Regions from separate parts of the Mus musculus genome. Here region 1 is linked to region 2. The links are chromatin contacts, called in public Hi-C maps. All regions are on one chromosome and are shown on one strand. Each heading gives the region's core, a stretch centred on a gene start, on an enhancer-like site or on the middle of the called end of the contact. The rest is flanking DNA. Distances are from core to core; before and after follow the strand shown. Region 1 has its middle 210 kb from the start of Gm24317. Region 2 overlaps Gm29883 (a long non-coding RNA gene).

Region 1 (5,038 bases), core at 1,416-3,915, 270 kb before region 2:
TTGAAAAGCGCCATGTCCAACAGTTTTCCCACCAATGAGATCCCATCAGCTCCAGTCCCACCAAATGAGAATGAGGACATCACCCCAGTTTTAGGTCAACTTAAGCAAGCTTTGTTTTCTATTATACAGGGCTGACTCCTTAAAGTGGGCTTGAGGCAATGACCATGAACACAGGAGACAGTGGGGTTCTTATAGCTTTAAAAAGCCCACAAGACTAGGGGATTTCAAAGAGTTGAGAGATTTTTTTTGGTTACATAGAAATCTGGCTGAACATCTCAAAATTATTTGCAGAGCATCAGTTTTATCAAGGTAGAAGTGATGGTACAAAGTATATGATGTTGAACAGGTCAAATTCCAGGAAATTGGTTAAGATGTGGTCAAATTCAAGTTTTACAGAAAAAAAAAATGAATAGACTTATTTTGACCTTGCAACTAGATGGCTTCAAATCTTAAGATGGACTCAGGCTGGTCTATCACCAACTTCCTGTATCTGGAACAAATAATAACTTGTGGATTTGATGTTTTTAGCAATATGATCTGTTAGATTCAGTTCATAAATTTTAATTCTCTAAAAGATGCTTGAAATGATTAGGAAAGAGCAACTTGAGGTAAACAGCTGCTGCTGGTTAGCAGAAATACTCTTCCCACCTGACCCCTGCCGAGCTGACACAATGGCTTCTGTGGCTCTGTTATGACTCAATCTCGTCCTGACATTTAACAGACCCATATAATTTCACTCCATTTTATATGCACCTTCCATCCTCCCCAATCAGGGACCATCATTATCCCTGCTTGGAGCTGACTCAGATGCGTGACAGAAGTCAGCTCCTTGTAGGTTGTCTGCGCCCAATTCCTCCTGGTTTGCTTCTAGAACAATGGAGAAGGTTGGATTTCTTGTAGAATTCAGTTAAAGTTTGAGGCATGTGATCTATTGATAAGAGAGTTTAATATAGCTTGTTCCTACACACAAATCCATAATTCAGTTACTACTCCAACAAACCCTAGTTACTGGCAAGAGAAAAATAAAAAGAGGAAACAAGGCAAACATGACAGGAGAGTTGAAGTGACAGGTGTACGGTTAGAACTGCCAGTTCCCACTGCCAAAAGGCTGAGACAATATGCTGTTAATAGAACACAGGCATTTCTCACTCTGCAGTGACGTCCTGGGCAACCATGCTCAGGTGGGATGAACAAGGGTTAAAGCCAGCTTGGCTCTCCCCTCAACCTCCTGTGCCCAGATTCAATCATCTTCAATCTATCTGTGCTCTTGCTTCACATGTGTGGAAGAGGGCAAAATACGTAAGCCTTTCATTTTATCTTGTATGCCTGTTAGAAAATGCAAAAATCCAACCAGAAAGCTGGGTATGGAGGACACATTGAACTTCAGTCATCAGGCTACTGACCCCACGATAAGTAAGCAACCCTGAAGCTACATCAGAAGCCAGAAAGAATACAGTACTTGGTACTCATTTAGAAATATATGATGAAGGAGAGCGAGGTGTATGTGGTAGGTGCTACCTAGCTTCTCGTGATGGGTATAAACTGTCCTGCTCTGTCTTTATAACAACCTCCCTAGCCTTTTGTTATTGTTGTTGTGCTTTTTGAGAGTTTTCATTTGTTTTGTTTTTCCATCCTGCCCTATCTCTGCTGGGTCCCCTACCTTGCTCGCTGCTTTTACCTCAGTTTGCATTACTGGTTTTGTCTCCCCCCTCCTCTATTTTCCTGGTTTGGAATATTGCTTCTAAGATTAATAATAAAGAAGTAATAATCTTCCAAATATGCTCTTCCTATCTGCCAATCTATGGGCAGCAATTCTGGCACAATCCTTAATTGAACGGTTCTTTTCTCTTCTGTGGTCTTTGCTTTATTGTGGATGCAGTGGCCCATGCTGTGCCTTTCTGCCATCACATTTTCTTTTCCAATCACTTCCTGCTCTGTAATTCTGAGACTACAATTCTCCAAAATTAGACTTTATTAAATTTCTATTTAGAAATATAAGTCATTTCCTATCACTTCCAAGATGAATTCCAAACCTGAATTGTCTGGAAAGCTTTTTACAAACTTAGCTCTGGTATACAGCAATGTAATATTTACACAATATAATATTTGTGTAGAGAATGGTGTTGTGTGTGCACGTGTGCTTGTAGGTATACTTTGTGTGTGTGCATTTCCGTGGTGGGAACAAGGTTATGTTGCATGTCTTGCTCAATTGTTCTCTGCCTCATTAATTTTGAGTTCTTGAACTGGAGACCACTGATTTGACTAGATTGCCTGGCCAGCAAACCTTGCAGATTCTCCTGACTACAGTGGTTGCAGGTATATATTGCCATGCCTGCATTTCGGTGTAGGGGCTAATGATCTGCATTCAGGGCCTCATACTATCACAGCTTGCACTGATCAATCCATCACTCCAGACCTTATTTTTAAATGACAAAAAAAAAAAAAAAATACTGTATCTTTATCTATGTCCTGCTCACACACCTGAGTAATTCAAAAGCCCTATTTACAGAGATAAGGGAGTCATCTTTGAAAGTGCAAACTGCAGTTGAAGAAGACAGCATTTTCTTGTCTGAAAGCTTCCTTTTTACCCCCTCCATCGTCCCTGGGCTAAGCCAACTCTTACACCCCCACACTGCCGACATCTCCTCCCTCTTCTTGGATTCAGCCTTGAAGGAGCACAGCTATGATATTGGCAGAGAGCATGCCAGGAGGAACAAGTCATTGGGTTCTGATTTTAGATGGATTGCTTAAAACAAATCTCACCAAAATAAAGGAACAAAATAAACCTTTCAGAGTGCCAAGCTACATACTCTGCCAGTGTCTCCGGTGTGCTTTTGATTAGCTGAATCATGTTCTGTTAGAATTCATGTGTAAAAATTCTATTCTCTCAAATCTCTGAATGTGAGTGTGTTTGGAGCTGGTATTTGTGACAAGGGTATTAAGGGAGAATGAGATCAATAGGATGGATCCTTACAGGAAGAGGAAATTAGACAGAAACAGAAGGATAACTACATGAGGACTGAGGGAGAAGGAGGCTGTCTTTCAACAAAAAGAAGAGAGGAGAGTCCCAGAAGAAGCTAAACCAACACATTAATCTTTGACTTTTAGCACTGTGAGGACATGGGTTTCTATGGCGACAACCACTCAGCACACGGTGCTTTGTTATGGCAGTTCTAAAAAGCTCATACAATCTATAAACACAGCCTGGCACAATGTTTTGATTTATTGCCATGTACCACACTTTGTTCTATGCAGTTTGTATATATTTAACTTATTTAATCTTTAGAATAGCTGTAAAAGGGTCCTATTTATACCTCTGTTGTGTGGGTGAACAAGCTCCATTGTGGACAGGCTAGTTAATGTTATTGGATAGAATAGCTAGAAACTAGAGGGGTTGTGATTTATAACTGCGATGGGTTTGAATACAGTCTGTGCTGCCTGCTGAATTCTATTCTATATTCTAGAGTTGGGATGCTCCTGACTTGCTGATTTCTCACTTTAAAACATGATTGTGAAGTTCTTATACATTCTACAGGTGTTAACTCTCCCATTTCATAAAAAAAAATTAGCTCTCTTTTGTTCTTGTATCTACATTATGGCTCAGATTAACAATCTCCTTCTTTGTGTACCAATTTCACTGCATCACAACCCCTATGTTGGTTGCAATTGATTGCAATTGAGGTGTCTGTCTCACTCCCTAGACTGGGTGAATTGGGTGTTAGGGGAGCTATACTTAACATTATATTCTGAAGGATGGAGCAGGGGTGGGTACCACACTACAGTGAAAGCAGGACTTGTCAGTCAGTGATACAACTCTTAAAGCTTGCTCTCCTGGATACTGAAATCTCTTTTCTCCATCACTTTGTGCATTTACAATGCATTCCAAAGAAGTACAATGGTGTAAATACCTAACACTCATGAATCTGTTATAGTGTACTCCATTAGGAAGAGAACTCTGACCCCCCCAGCTCTGCTTCTAAGGCAGTGCTGGGCGATGCTAAGTTTCTGGGCTCACATGTTTCACTCCATATCGATAAGGTAGTGGTAGCTAAAGATCATATCCAGGCAGCCGCATTTCTCAAACATCACTCATTTTAGCAATGAAAAAGTATTTCTGCTATTTCTTTTGTTAGGAAGCGTTTTTGTAGTGCATGCTGCCTTTGGAGAGAAGAATTCAGGTAAATATCTTTCAAATTTGAGCCAGCTACTACTTGAGTGTAACTTCTGGTTGAAAACCTTTAAATGTCAACTAACCACACCTGGGCTACAAATAATTCAGCTTTATCTATGCTGAAGTACTTAAAACAAAAACTGTGGGCTGGAGTAATAGACCAATTGTTAAGCTGTTCTTCCAAAGAATCAGGGTTCAATTCCCAACCCTATAGCCCCCTGTAACTCCAGCCCCAGGAAATGCAAGTGCCCTCTTCTGGCTTCTGGGAGAACTACGTGCACATGGTGTACAGATAATAGTCGCAGGCAAAACACCCACACCCATAAAAATAGATAAGTTTTAAAAATAAGAAAAAATATAACTACACCCAATATTATCAATGAGATTCCTAAAGTGGCTATACAAATGTACACTCCAAAAATAAATGATCACTCTAGATGCTCTATCAACATTGGTACCTGCTGTTGTCAGTTTTTGGTGTTATTTGTTAATTATTTTAAGTGTGTGTGTGAGTGTAGTTAGTTGCATGTGTGTTCAGGAGCCAAAGGAGGCCAGAAGAAGCAGTAGAAGCCCCTAGAGCTGTAGCTGCAAATGGCATTGTGAGCCTCCAGAGGTGGGTTGTAGGAACAAAACTCAGGTTCCTACGAGAGCAGTAATACTCATGATAGTTGAACCATCTCTTTGGCTCTAGTCTTCAGTGTTTTAATTGAGCTGATCTTGTAGATTTCGAACTCAATGTCATTGCTTTGGTTTCCTGATACTTAATAGGATTCAGCAGCTTTGGACCTGTGTGCTCCACATGGAATACCATTTCATGCCTTGTTGTTCCTCTTCCTACTGATTTGTCTATTTTCCAGGATGAGTTAT
Region 2 (5,481 bases), core at 2,017-4,516:
GATTCACATCTCCTCAAAGAATGTGAAGGTCTCTCTAACCTTGAGAGGGGGAAGGGCTCATAGAGTGTTGGAGGAGTGCTGAGGGTGACCACAGAGAACCCAGGGATGTGATGAGGAGGAGAGCCCCAGATTCTAGGTGATTCAGGCAGTGATGAGGTAGGCATCAGTTCTCCTCCTTGTGTGCATGGAGTAGAGAAAAGGTAAATGCATTTGCATTTTAGTTTATTTCAGTTTCTTCTCAAATGGCATAACTTGTGGTCCTTCTGTAGAAGGGAACCTGTGTAACGCTGAAGAAAGGAGAGTGAAATGTAGAACAAGCACGCTGCACAGAGAGATGGTTTCAATTTTTAAAATGAGGTTCACAGAATTTGTTCAGTTGGTCAGGTTCAAAAGAAATGCTGGACAAATGGCTGAACGAAGTGCCTGTTAGCACACCAAAGCACGTGCTGGGGGCTGCCCTCCAGGCTCCGTCCGTGCCAGGGGCTGCTCTCACTTCTTCTCACAATGGGTCTTTCCCTAACCTTCTCCAGCTCATGGGCTTGCCTCCCGCAGCTTCTCATTCCTGTACAACCCTGCTATTTCAGTCTTGTGCTTTCTTTTACTCTTTCTTTTTGCCTTCATCTCTTGGTCCTCCTCTCTTGTTCACCCTCCTCCACAGCCCTGCACCCCCACCACCACCACTACCATGGCCAGACCCAATCTTCTGGCCATGTTTAGTCTACTACTTCCTCTCTCTGCTCTGAACTCTTCCAGGAGCCCGTGGATGTGCTCTACCTCATCTCTACAGTAAAGAGCGTCCCCTCAAACCATACCTTGGAGGAGTGACTTCCTCACTTTATACAAAATCTATGCAATGACTTCATTATCAAAGAAACAAGAAAAAAAGGCAGCATCTTCCTCTACTGCCCTTTTGTGCATCACGCTCTGCCCCCTACTCAGCCTCCAAGTCTTCCAAGCTGTGGCCTTTCCAGCCACACTCTGTGGCTTAGATACACGGTCTACTCATCTGGGTTCAGATTCCAAATGTAAAACAGCATCTATACCACATCTAAGTATGAAGGATTGTGATGAGCAAGGCGTATTTGCGGGGAAAGGGCACATCCAGGGTTTATAGGAACATGCTGGAATCCCTGGTTCTCTGGTCATAACCAATCTCAGGGAGAAACAGCCCCGCCCCAACTCCTCTTTTTTCTAGCACTGTTCCAGTTGTCTGCAAATTGGACAGATCGGCATTCCAACTTCTCAAATCTGTCCACACACATTTCCTCTAATGGCTGAAGGATTCAACAGGTACCTATGGATAGGCTGGACATTACAATCAGAAGCAACTCACTAAAGATGGAGGAATTTGCCAAAACTTTGATTCTATGCTGTTGCAATAAACTTAAAAGTGTCCAGTGAAGCAATTTAAATTTCACTGGAAATATTTTAAGTAAAGTTGATAGTAGAGAAAAGTGTGATGAATGCGATTGCTGGGCACAGTGCCAAGGGTGCTGATGCTGGATTTTATGAAACACGATCTTGCTGAGTACCTGGTTACAGATGTGTGATATGCAACCTTACTCTGTTACTCCCTTGTTCTACACTGTGATCTTGTTCTTCTTATACATGCTCTTCCCTTTCTCCTTTCTCTTGTAATTCCAAATATCTACTCCAGTGCCTCTCTTGCACCCCTAACTGTCTATGGTGGTTTGAGAATGGCCTCCATAGATTCATATATTTAAGTGCTTGGTCCCAGCATGGTTCCAGTGCATAGAACCATTTTGGCAAGAATTTGAACATTTGACCTTGTTGGGGGAGGTGAGCCACTGAGGGGAATGGGCTTCAAAGTTTCAAAAGGCCCTGCCCAGGTTCAGGCTGTGCCCCTCTGCCTACAACCTGTGCATCAGATCTGAGTCCTTAGCTACTGCTCCAGCACCATGGCTGCCTGCTGCCATGCTTCTCACAATGATGGTCATGGACTCACCTTCTAAAACTGTATGCAGGGCACCCATTAAATGCTAAGTTGCCTCCGTCAAAGCACCTCTTCACAGCAACAAAACAGTAACTAAGACACTCTTCTTTTCCATTCCCTGTACTTCCCATTTCTTCTCTGAGTGAAACACTTCTTAGTCCCTGCCTCCTAGAGCCTGGTTAACCTCATCCAAACACACTGGTCACTGAAGGAGTCTCTTGTTTTCCCTTTTCTCCTTACTGTGTCTAGACTGCAGAGCTTTGAAGTGCACGTAAAGAGTCATGGAAAGGATTTCCCACTTACTCATAAGATGCAACTTCACCTCCATTGTAAAAACTACTACTCGTTTTTCCTTAATTTTGGTTTGTTAAGACAGATTTCTTTGTGGAGCCCAAGCTTGTCTTGTCCTTCATCCTTGACTGCCAAGCGTAGGTGCCATCCCACCTGGCCAGAAACTGCTTTTAACTTTGCAATGTGAAAACAATACCTTTGTGTATGGGACTATTAAAGCTTTAACTGCAAGCAGAATCGAATATAGTCAAAGTTCCAGTTGCCTCAAATGTTTCTAGTGGAGATATTGAGGCAAACGTAGGCCATCACAGAACCATTACAGAGAACAAACTTTAATGTTTTACATGATTAATTTTTGAGTTAAAATAAACCCCTTTTCACAATTGAAAGCTGGGGCACATAGCTCAGCTGTAAGTACGGTATTTACTTAGACTGTGCAAAGCTCTGGGCCTGATTCACAGTACCTGATTCACTCAGAAAAAAAAAAAATTCTAAAAACCAAAACACTATCTTGAATTAAGTTATTTTTCTGAGCCTTGAAAGCACCTGCGGTCCCTTCCAATGTGCCTGTGTGCCAGCACCCTTGAGCTGAATCCACACCATCAGGCCCTGATATCACTGTGCCAAGGGGAAAGGTGGCTTTGAAGTGACATTGGCTGAGATCCAAATAGGGTTTAGAAATCTGAGCAGCAACAGAACTGGGTCATGAGCCTAAGAACCTCTGTGAAATCTCCATGCTGATCTGTGACCTTTCACTCCTCTCTCTTGAGAATGAAACTTGAACAGGAACATAGCTGAGTACAAAGGTCTCTTCTGAAGTCTGATTAAAATAAATATTTCAAAATATAAAATCTAAGAAGCAAGAGAAGAACACAGGAGAGTAGCAAAATTCTAACTGGTTTACATGATAGACAGAAAATGATTATAATTATAATTTATATGCACCTTTTCTCGGTATCATTTGATAACCTTTGATTGGTTTCATTCCTGTATAGAGCTATTTGGCATTTTTCCAGACCTACAATTTGACCCAGATCCTAGAAATAAGAAATTAATACAGACCTGCTGTACAGAAGGGAATAACACAGAATCTCCACAAAGAAATTTGCTACCTGCAGCCTATTTCTCAGCACTAATGGTCTCTGGGGGTGGGGTGGGCGGTAAACCAACCCCTCACAATTTTTTTCTGGCATTTCTTGAAAACCTGATACTCAGGTCAAGGGAACAAAAATCAAAGTTTGTGATGCACACTTACTCCTAGCTTTACTCTAAGTGTTACTAATCAGATGTGATGCACACTTACTCCTAGCTTTACTCTAAGTGTTACTAATCAGATGTGATGCACACTTACTCCTAGCTTTACTCTAAGTGTTACTAATCAGATGTGATGCACACTTACTCCTAGCTTTACTCTAAGTGTTACTAATCAGATGTGATGCACATTTACTCCTAGCTTTACTCTAAGTGTTACTAATCAGATGTGATGCACATTTACTCCTAGCTTTACTCTAAGTGTTACTAATCAGATGTGATGCACATTTACTCCTAGCTTTACTCTAAGTGTTACTAATCAGATGTGATGCACACTTACTCCTAGCTTTACTCTAAGTGTTACTAATCAGATGTGATGCACACTTACTCCTAGCTTTACTCTAAGTGTTACTAATCAGATGTGATACACACTTACTCCTAGCTTTACTCTAAGTGTTACTAATCAGATGTGATGCACACTTACTCCTAGCTTTACTCTAAGTGTTACTAATCAGATGTGATGCACATTTACTCCTAGCTTTACTCTAAGTGTTACTAATCAGATGTGATGCACATTTACTCCTAGCTTTACTCTAAGTGTTACTAATCAGATGTGATGCACACTTACTCCTAGCTTTACTCTAAGTGTTACTAATCAGATGTGATGCACACTTACTCCTAGCTTTACTCTAAGTGTTACTAATCAGATGTGATACACACTTACTCCTAGCTTTACTCTAAGTGTTACTAATCAGATGTGATACACACTTACTCCTAGCTTTACTCTAAGTGTTACTAATCAGATGTGATACACACTTACTCCTAGCTTTACTCTAAGTGTTACTAATCAGATGTGATACACACTTACTCCTAGCTTTACTCTAAGTGTTACTAATCAGATGGCAGTAGTGTCCTTTCTTCTCCCACTATAGAAATCATGTCTGCAGCAGGAGTGCTGCCCATGTAGAATTAATTCCACAGCTCTTGACAGTTCTTTCATTACAACTCCCAAGTGTACGGTGTCAAGGTTTCCAAGACCTTGAGGGAGAGGGGGAGGGGGAGGGGGAGGGGAGGCAGAGGGACAGAGGGAGAGGGACAGAGGGAGAGGGAGAGACCAGGTTACCACTCCAGGTCCAAGGGTGTCCCAGACCTTTGGACCTCAGGCTTCTAACGCTTCTCGCACTAACACTGTCAGTGCTATGGCTGCAATCTTGGCTGTCACCCTGATCCCTTGCCTGCTCTGAGGTTTTTCTCTGTCTTGTCAGTGCACTGTTACATTTGCCAGTGACTGTCTGGTTCTGATGCTTCTGTATCTCAGCCTGCCTGGCTTCCACTCACACGGTGACCTCCTCATACACAACCACAAACCAACCATAGCAGACCTCTATGCTACGCTTATACCAGTGAAAGCATGATTTGTTTTGCTCTGAACATAAGAGTCCCTTGCTAGGCCATAGGAGCAAATACTTCCCCTTTGGTCCGGGTGGGTGTGGCTGCAGGGAAAGTTTTGTGCAAGCTTTGTGGAAGTGTTGTGCCAGCATCTTCAAGGTACCAATCATGCTATAGCCATGGTTGTCATGCCACTTTTGTCAATATAGCCATGTGATTTAAATCCTGCAGTGTGAGCCAAGACAAAGAAGAAAGAACAGCACAACAGCCAAATTCACATCCTGTTCACTCCATCATTGTTCATGATGTGAGCCTAGTGCTATCAAAGTTCTTGACTAAAAAAAATGTAGACAAAGTGTTGTGACTGCAGATTCCCAGGTTTGGAAAAGGGCACATCCACTGGGAATAGAAGCAATCATCTTGAGATGACTCCCATGAGTGGTGCTATGGAGAGAAAGAATGAGTAACATCTGTGAGACAGCAGAATAGCCGTAGATCATGGCAAGGTCACCATGCAGAAAGCCACGCACACTTTTCTGAAGAGACGGGTCAGGCAGTGCTGGATCTGGAGGCTTCTGAATCGATTGTGTAAGCAG

Evidence for each region. A called contact is a pair of places that touch in the nucleus more often than the background predicts.
Region 1: a Hi-C map of cerebellar granule neurons shows a contact between it and region 2, with 2.6 times the contacts expected there. The contact joins two enhancer-like sites. A contact is called at or near these places in 2 of 484 Hi-C or Micro-C datasets (cerebellar granule neurons and cerebellum).

What each region holds. Positions count from the first base shown.
Region 1 is chr4:15,592,333-15,597,370 of GRCm38.p6, reverse strand. No RefSeq gene overlaps it. Among named protein-coding and RNA genes, the nearest start is that of Gm24317, 210 kb to the right of the region's middle. Within about 2 kb of position 2,665, at least 19 of the 459 cell types and tissues checked have an H3K27ac peak or open chromatin away from gene starts, as enhancers often do. A contact at or near this core is called in cerebellar granule neurons and cerebellum, where this site is marked.
Region 2 is chr4:15,319,341-15,324,821 of GRCm38.p6, reverse strand. All of the region lies in intron 3 of Gm29883 (a long non-coding RNA gene), which reads right to left. Among named protein-coding and RNA genes, the nearest start is that of Gm29829, 4.7 kb to the right of the region's middle. Within about 2 kb of position 3,266, at least 4 of the 459 cell types and tissues checked have an H3K27ac peak or open chromatin away from gene starts, as enhancers often do. A contact at or near this core is called in cerebellar granule neurons and cerebellum, where this site is marked.